Linked DNA regions of Pan troglodytes: region 2 is linked to region 1. The links are chromatin contacts, called in public HiChIP or PLAC-seq maps. All regions are on one chromosome and are shown on one strand. The core of a region is the stretch at or near the end of the contact, and the rest is flanking DNA. Distances in the headings are between cores, read along the strand shown. Region 1 holds the start of SIRT3 (sirtuin 3). Region 2 holds the start of PTDSS2 (phosphatidylserine synthase 2).

The links. HiChIP or PLAC-seq counts read pairs in DNA pulled down with a chosen protein or histone mark.
Region 2: an H3K4me3 HiChIP or PLAC-seq map of stem cell-derived excitatory neurons shows a contact between it and region 1, with 13 times the contacts expected there. The contact joins the promoter of PTDSS2 here to the promoter of SIRT3 in region 1. A contact is called at or near these places in 1 of 7 Hi-C or Micro-C datasets (stem cell-derived neural progenitor cells) and 1 of 1 datasets of contacts at active chromatin or transcription factors (stem cell-derived excitatory neurons).

What each region holds. Positions count from the first base shown.
Region 1 is chr9:4,426,668-4,430,930 of NHGRI_mPanTro3-v2.0_pri, forward strand. SIRT3 (sirtuin 3) reads right to left here and starts at 1,874. Exons shown (of 7, transcript XM_063783591.1): 1 at 1,636-1,874. PSMD13 (proteasome 26S subunit, non-ATPase 13) reads left to right here and starts at 1,926. Exons shown (of 13, transcript NM_001280192.1): 1 at 1,926-2,089; 2 at 3,938-4,016. The coding sequence starts at 1,995.
Region 2 is chr9:4,641,789-4,646,051 of NHGRI_mPanTro3-v2.0_pri, forward strand. It overlaps PTDSS2 (phosphatidylserine synthase 2), which reads left to right and starts at 1,839. Exons shown (of 12, transcript XM_024346852.3): 1 at 1,839-2,080. The coding sequence starts at 2,079.

The DNA.
Region 1 (4,263 bases), core at 624-3,123:
TTCAGTAGAAATGGGGTTTCACCATGTTGGCCCAGCTGGTCTCGAACTCCTGACCTCGTTATCCACCCGTCTCATCCTCCCAAAGTGCTGGGATTACAGGCGTGAGCTACCGCGCCCGGCCAACTCTTCAGGATCTATTAAACTTTTTTCTTTTTTTTTCCCACAGGTAGATAAGAGTCTTGCTCTGTCACCCAGGCTGGAGTGCAGTGGCTCAATCATAGCTCACTGCAGCCTTGAACTCCTGGACTCAAGGGATCCTCTTGCCTTAGTCTCAGGAGTAACTGGGACAACAGGCTTGCGCCACCATGCCCGGCTAATTTTTAAATTTTTGGTAGAGATGGGGGTCTCGTTATGTTGCCCAGGCTGGTCTTGAACTCCTGGCCTCGAGCGATCCCCGTCTCAGCCTCCGAAAGTGCTGGTATTACAAGTGTGAGCTACCACTTCGAGACTCACTTTTCACCAACATTTTCAGCAGTTGTGTCAGACAGCAAGTCAATGTGCCATTATTTACTTAAATATTCATCCATTATAGGGCATCTGATACCTAACAACCATGGACCTTAAGATTTTTTCCTATGTAGCCTCAGTTCTTAGATGCAATTACTATGGAGACGGGTACGATCACATGCCAGTGGGAGTATTAACCGCACAACATTTATGAGGGATAATTAAAGCGTTAAATGCATATACTTTTGGACCTAGCAGTCCCAGTACTAGGAATTTATGCAAACAGTGAGGTGCCAACAAGGTTATTCACCACAGCATGATGCACAATAACTAAAGGTTAGAACGTATTTCAATGAGGGAATGGTGAAATAAACGACAAAACCCCCATAAGGGACGTCCACAGATCAGCATAAAGACGGAGGCCCCGGTGTTGGAACGCACGTAAACTCCCAGACATGCCGCAAAGGAAACACGGCAAGGTGAGAAAGAGTGGGCGAGGTGTCGACAACGAACACGCAAGAAGTGCTTGTCCTTGCCCAAAATACCTCGAAAAGAAGAAACCGGGAGCTGCTGCCCTCGGCTGCCTCCGGAATGCCCTGGGCACCTCGGGTCTGGGAGGCCTCTGCAAGGGGCGCGCCGGGTCCAAGGGCTCACCGCGGGCCCCATGGCTGCCTCTCAGCCCCGCACTCACATCGTCCCTGCCGCCAAGCACCAGCCGACAGCCGCAGGCCTGGAACGGCCCCACGCCTCCCCCGGCCTCGACCCGTTCAACTACCCGGCCCCACAGCCGGAGGGCTGCCGCGGCGCGCCAACCCCAGAACGCCATGTTCCGCGCAGTCCGAGGAGTCCTCCGGACTCGCCCCGCCCCCGGCGCCCCGGCCCCGCCTCCGCCTCCCACCCCCGCCCCCGGCGCCCCAGCCCCGCCTCCGCCTACCGCCCCCGCCCCCGGCGCCCCGGTCCCGCCTCCGCGTCCCGCCCCCGCCTCCTTGCCGACGCCTCCGGCGCGCCCAGGTAGACGTAGAGGCGAGTAGAGGAAGTTCCCTAGTCTGGTGTCTGATCTCTCGCCCCGGAGGTCAAACCTGGAGCCAGCATTTCTGTACCCTGCGCTCACACCTTTTTCAACCCGGATGGCGGTGATAGTTAATACTTTCTGAGGGCTTTTACTATGGTCAGGCATTATATTTACACCTAGTCCTCGCAAAACACTACTGGGAAGATCCTCATTTGACAGCAGCAATTCCGGGTCACAAAGGCTGACACCACAAAGCTAGTCCGTAGCGGGTTCGACCACAGGCGCCCACACTCTTTAACGCCTCAATGGCACAGCCAAGTGCGCGGGAAGTGGGCTGCAAACGCCGGAGAGTTTTCTCCGGAGCGCAGAGACGCGCTGTAACCGAGCAACCAGCGGGGCCCGCCCCCGGCCGGCTACGGCGCTCCCAGCCTGCCCCGCGCCGCTCGGCGCCGGAAGTGAGTGAGCATTTCCGGCAGCCATCCCCGCGGTGCTGACATCCCGGTTGTTCTTCTGTGCCGGGGGTCTTCCTGCTGTCATGAAGGACGTACCGGGCTTCCTACAGCAGAGCCAGAGCTCCGGGCCCGGGCAGCCCGCTGTGTGGCACCGTCTGGAGGAGCTCTACACGAAGAAGTGAGCGCCGAGCAGACGGGCCCTGGGCCCCGGCGATAGAGGGAGACGGAGGGGGCAGGCGGGCGGAGGAGCGGACCCTTGATGGGCTGAGGGCGCCCAGACCCAAGTTGGGGTGAAACGGGGACGTGTAGCGACCGGCTGTGCCGGCAAGGTTTGCTGAGGAACCTGGAGTGGCAGGGTCGAGGAATAAGAGGGATGACAGACCACGAGGGCTAAGAGCTGTAGCCAGGATGTTTCGGTCTGAGATTCACTGCTTCCTTAACGGGGGACTGTGACTGAGGCTTCTGAACTCCTCTACCTCGGGTCTTACTAAAACGGTTCAGGGGTAGCCTTTGATTTTAGCTCTTGCTTCCAGTCTAACAAGCAAACACACTTTCAGGGCCACCACCCACTTTGGGAAACATGTTGGTGATTCGTGCTTAGCCTTGTCATAGTGTAACTGTATCTACAGTTATCTTTCTCATGGTCTGGAGTTGATAAACCAGAGGCTAGTACAGCTTTGCTGTCTTCCCTATTCATTCTGCAGCTGGTTGCACGGGGTGCAACCACTTCCGCCGTCCCATTGTCTTTACCTTCCACTGTATTTCTCATGGGCTTTCTGCCCCTAGAAAGATCTTAAAGTTTAGGTTTGTTTAGAAACAGGATGAATTGCAGAGCAATTAAATTCTTGCTAAGCAGTAACCTCCTTTTAATATGAGTAGAATAAATTGCTGGCATTGGGCTGGAGCTATTCCATAGAAAATACATCTCCTGTAGTAACCTCCCTGTTAACCCTAACATTTAATATAATACCTTTCACATAGATGTTCCATACATGTTTTGATGATGTTTAGCATGCAGCAGCCTTCTGCTATTAGCAGTTTTTGAGAGCAAATTAATGTTTGGCAAATAATGGTTTGTGTTCTATAGCACTTGGTAATTTTCAAAGCATTTTATCTGCGTTATTAAATATTAGCCTTTGGGTTTTGGATGAAGCGCTATGTCACTGTCCCTGAGGTTTTAAATATTAGCTTATTTAATCCTTTATTCATCCTTTTCACAGAGGAGGAAACTGAAGCTCATTTTAATTGCCTTCCCTGAGATACTCAGCTAATAGGTAGAAGAGCCAGCATCTCAAGTTAGATATGTATGATTCCAAAGTTCTCGTTTCCAATGAAACCTCACAATAACCCTTTGAGTTAATCTAGATTAATGTTCTCCATTTCATACCTGGGAAAACTGAGTCTTAGAGAACTTAAGTGATCTCAAAGTGACATAGCCATTCAGTAGCAGAGCCAGGAAAAGAACTCAGGTTTATCACATCTGCTTTAGCATTCTTTCTGCTACACAGTAGAGACTGGTTAGTATGGATTTAGTATCCCTTATCAGAAATGCATTGGGGCGGCCGGGCGCAGTGGCTCATGCCTGTAATCCCTGCTACTCAGGAGGCTGAGGCAGGAGAATCACTTGATCCTGGGAGGCAGAGGTTGCAGTGAGCCGAGATGGCGCCACTGCACTACAGCCTGGGCAACAGAGTCAGACTCTGTCTCAAAAAAGAAAGAAAGAAATGCATTGGGGCAAAAGTTTTTTTGGATTTAGTATTTTTTCAGATTTTGAAATATTTGTGATATATACTTACCCGTTCAGTATCCATATTTCAAAAATCTGAAATCTGAGATGCTCCAGTTGTCATTTCCTTTGAGCCCTATGTTGGTGCTCAAAAAGTTTTGGATTTTGGAGCATTTTGAATTTTGGAATTTTGGATTAGAGATACCCAACCTGTATTTGTGACTTGATAGAATCATCAAGGCTGGAGGTGTCTGTGACTGGATATTAGGTTAGAGGTCTTAAGGGCTGTATGTTTTTCAGGTTGTGGCATCAGCTGACACTTCAGGTGCTTGATTTTGTGCAGGATCCGTGCTTTGCCCAAGGAGATGGTCTCATTAAGGTAAATAATTTGCCATACCAGATTAGATTATATGAATGTGCTCAAGGACTTTTTAAAATAAGATAGGCTTTATGCTAATAATAATAATAAGCTCCAATATTCAGCAGTCACTTTACATCAGGTACTGGTCTGAGCGCTTCACATATCCTTCATGACAACGTTGGTCAGTAGATACTATTATCTCACTTTTTTGATGTAGAAGCAGACATAAGACTTTAAGTAACTTACCATAGATCACTGCTGATAA
Region 2 (4,263 bases), core at 589-3,088, 220 kb after region 1:
GCCCCTGCAGGGGAGACCCTCTCCCAGCTGGGCCTCTGCCCTTGAGGTCCACCTGAAGCCGTCCTTGCCTGCCACACCAGGGTGGCATTGGGGTGGGGACCCAAACTCCTCCCGTCCTCATTGCAGGGACAACTCTGTCTCCTTGCTGCCTCCCCAACACCTCCAGGCCTTAACCATCTTGACTTGGGGAGTAGTCCTGCTGTCCACGCTCCCTCCAACAAGCCAGAGAAAACTCCCGGGCACAGGTGTGCGTGTGGCACGGTGAGTTTTTCTGTAATCCACTCACCTTTACAGATTTACCGCACCAGGGGAAATATTAAAACAGGCATTTGTTACTTTACAAATGCCTAGGCTTCCTCTCCCTTCCTTGCAAGGGCATTTTTAGAAAGCATTTCGCCAACATTCACTATTTACCACCATAAATGTGACTCTGGCCAGCTCTGTCCCTGGGTAAGGCCAGAATTGACCATTTTCTTAAAAGTTCCAGCGCCCTGAGGCTTCCGGCAGGCATCTCTGCAGCTGAGGAAGGCTTCTGTCCCGTGCACCCTTCCCCAGGCGGGGGACCCCCCATTTCTGCTGCTCTGGGGCCTCAAAGAACCAAGTCCTCCAAGCTGCTCCACTGCCTCCTCACCAGCCACGGTGCTCCCTGAGCCACAAACCTCCGGCCTCACCCCTGCCCCTCAGGCCCACGTCTTGCAATGGACTCTGCCAGTCCACGCATGCCTGGGTGGGGAGGGGTGTGCACTTCTGCAGCTGGGGTGAAGACAGGGACAGGGTAATGTGAGACTCAGATATGAGACACCAGGTGCAAAACTGCAGGTGGAGAGCTCCCTGTAGAGTGCAGGGGTTCAGGGTAGAGGCTCTGGGGTCTGGAAAGAGCTGGGCGTAGCTGTCACCAACCTTTCTCTGCCTCAGTTTTTTTTTTGTTGTTTGTTTCTTTTTCTTTTTTTTTTTTTTGAGACGGAGTCTTGCTCTGTCACCCAGGCTGGAGTGCAGTGGTGCGATCTCAGCTCACTGCAAGCTCTGCCTCCCAGGTTCACACCATTCTCCTGCCTCAGCCTCCTGAGCAGCTGGGACTACAGGCGCCCGCCACCACGCCCGGCTAATTTTTTGTATTTTTAGTAGAGATGGGCTTTCACCGTGTTAGCCAGGATGGTCTCGATCTCCTGACCTTGTGATCCACCCGCCTCGGCCTCCCAGTGTGCTGGGATTACAGGCTTGAGCCACCGCGCCCGGCCTTCTCTGCCACAGTTTTTTTGTCTCTAAGCGACAGTCAAAAATAGAACCTAAGGGGGTGTGTTAAGATCACAATAGTTGGCCCGGCGCGGTGGCTCACGCCTGTAATCCCAGCATTTTGGGAGGCCAAGGTGGGTGGATCACCTGAGGTCAGGAGTTCGAGACCAGCCTGGCCAACTTGGTGAAACCCCGTCTCTACTAAAAATACAAAAATTAGCCGGGCGTGATGGCGGGCGCCTTTAATCCCAGCTACTCCTGAGGCTGAAGCAGGAGAATCGCTTGAACCCGAGAGGCGGAGGTTGCAGTGAGCCGAGATAACGCCACTGTACTCCAGGCCTGGGTGACAGAGTGAGACTACGCTTAAAAAAAAAAAAAATCACAATAGTTAGCATTTACAAAGCGTTGGGAATTCTACTTGGCACGTGGCCAGAGCTCCGTAGTGATGGGCAACGAACACGTGGTCTGCGCGCCCGGGGCCGCGCGGTCTGGCAGCGCCGCGCCTTCTAGATCACGCTACTCGGGGTCCCAAGGCCCCGCCCCCAGGCCCCGCCCACAGACCCCGTCCTCGGCCCCGCCCCTCACGCGCCCTTGGGCCCCGCCCCCTTCCGCACCGCCCCGACAGGAACGAGCGTCCCTTCGTTCCTCCGAGCCGACAGGAACGAGCGTCATTGCGAGGCGGCCTCGCGCGCAGCTTCCTTGGGGCCAGGGACCCCAGTGGGGCCGGTACATCTCCCCGCCCCGGCCTCTGCACCCTGGAGGGACGGCAGGAGGGCTGTCTGTGCAGTTTGAGAGAACACCCATACGCAGGAAATGACCCCAACGCCACCGAGAGGGCGCCTGGAATGTGAGCGCCACCTGCTGGGATGGGAAGAGGTCTGGGAGGGGACCTGAAGGATGGTTCACAGGGAACCAGACCTGTCGGGTGATTGCTGGAAAGATGGCATGGACGGGAGCTGGCTGCTCTGGCCACTCAGCCGACCCCAGCTGGACGCGGCCAGGGCCTGGGGCAGGGGGCCAGGCCTGGGGAGGCCCAACAGCACGCCCCCTGGAGCCAGCGCCTCCCGCACTGCCCAGCCTGTGTGTCAGGAGCTGGGGTGAAGGTCCCATCACAGTCAGGCCCCATCCCTGCTGGGCGTGGCTGTGCAGGAGCCCCGCAAATATGTTTATATATTTAGTATGTGAGTTATATTTCAATAAAGCTGATATGAGATATACTTCGCATATCATGCAGTTCACCCATTCAACTCGCTTCGAGTGGACAGTTGAGTGGTTTTTAGGACATTCACAGATAGGAGCTGAGGTCAATATTACAGCACTTTCATCGCCCCGAAAGAAACCTGCTGCCCTTTGTAGTCGCTCCTTATTACCCCTTCCCCAGCCCCCGGTGAAAACTCATCTAATTTCTGTCTTCATAGATTTGCATTTCCTGGATATTTCATACAAATGGATCACATAATGCGTAGTCTCCTGTGACTGGACTGGCTTCTTTCACCTAGCATAATTTTTTTTTTTTTTTTAGACGGAGTCTCGCTCTGTCGCCCAGGATGGAGTGCAGTGGCACAATCTCGGCTCACTGCAACTTCCACCTCCCGGATTTAAGGGATTCTCCCACCTCAGCCTCCCGAGTAGCTAGGATTACAAGCGCCCGCCACAACGCCAGGGTAATTTTTGTATTTTTAGTAAAGATGGGGTGTCACCACTTTGCCTAGGCTGGTCTCGAACTCCTGACCTCAAGTCATCCGCCCGCCTCGGCCTCCCAAAGTGCTGGGATGACAGGCGTGCGCCGCCGCGCCCGGCCTGCCTAGCATAATGTTTTCAAGGTCCAGCTGTGCTGTAGCATGCGCATGCTTCGCTCCTCTATGGCTAATAGCATGCCGCTGTTATCAAAATGCTGCAGCTAGGAGCGCTAGTTTGTAAATTTGGCGTGGACACTTGTTTCCAGGTTTGAGGAGCTGCCACATTGCTTTTCAGAGTGGCTCAGGAGCTAATTTTTTTGCAGGGTACCATGTCAACAATTTGGGTCAACCAAAATCAGCGTGTCCGCACCATTTTCGCCGCCCAATTTCACGCGATCCTGCGAAAGAATGACCCAGACCGGTCCGGGCGGGGTGGCTCATGCCTGTAATCCCAGCACTTTGGGAGGCCGAGGCGGCAGATCACAAGGTCAGGAGTTCGAGATTAGTCTGGCCAACATAGTGAAACCCCGTCTCTACTAAAAATACAAAAATTAGCCGGGCGTGGTGGCGGGCGCCTGTAATCCCAGCTACTCGGGAAGCTTGAGACAGAAGAATCGTTTGAATCCGAGAGGCGGAGGTTGCAGTGAGCCGAGATCGCGCCATTGCACTCCAGATCGGGCGGCAGTGCGAGACTCCGTCTCAAAAAAGAATGACCCGGGTCGCGTAGGGTGAAGGGTCGGGAAGCGCCCCAAAAGGAGAACGGGTCTGGGCTCCGGGATCCGTCGGCGAGGAAGGGGCGAAGGGGTGGAGGGACTCAGGCCAGGCCGCCGGGGATGTCTGTGGTTACCTCCAAGCTCTGGAGGCCTTGGCGAGACCCGCGCCATCCGCAGCTTGGTTCCTGCGACCTCAGCCGCAGGGCAGTCCGGCTCCGGTTTCCCAGCAACCAGGCGGCATCCTTCCCAGCAAGCACTGCGTCCAACCCGCGACGTCGGACCACAAGGCCCAGCATGCCCCGCGCGGACTAGAACCCCCACAATGCACCGCACACCCTTTACTGGCCGGCCCGGCGCTGCTCTCCTGAGACCCCGCGGGCCAGCGCCGCGACCCCTTCCCAGCGCTCCTCGCGCTGTGCGCGGCGCGTCCTCTCGCCGGTGACCCGGTGTGCGTGGGGTCGAGGCGCCGGGCGGAGCGGCTCCGGGCCGAAACGCCATGCGGAGGGGCGAGCGCAGGGACGCCGGGGGTCCGCGGCCCGAGTCCCCGGTGCCCGCGGGCAAGGCCTCGCTGGAGGAGCCGCCTGACGGGCCGTCTGCCGGCCAAGCCACCGGGCCGGGCGAGGGCCGCCGCAGCACCG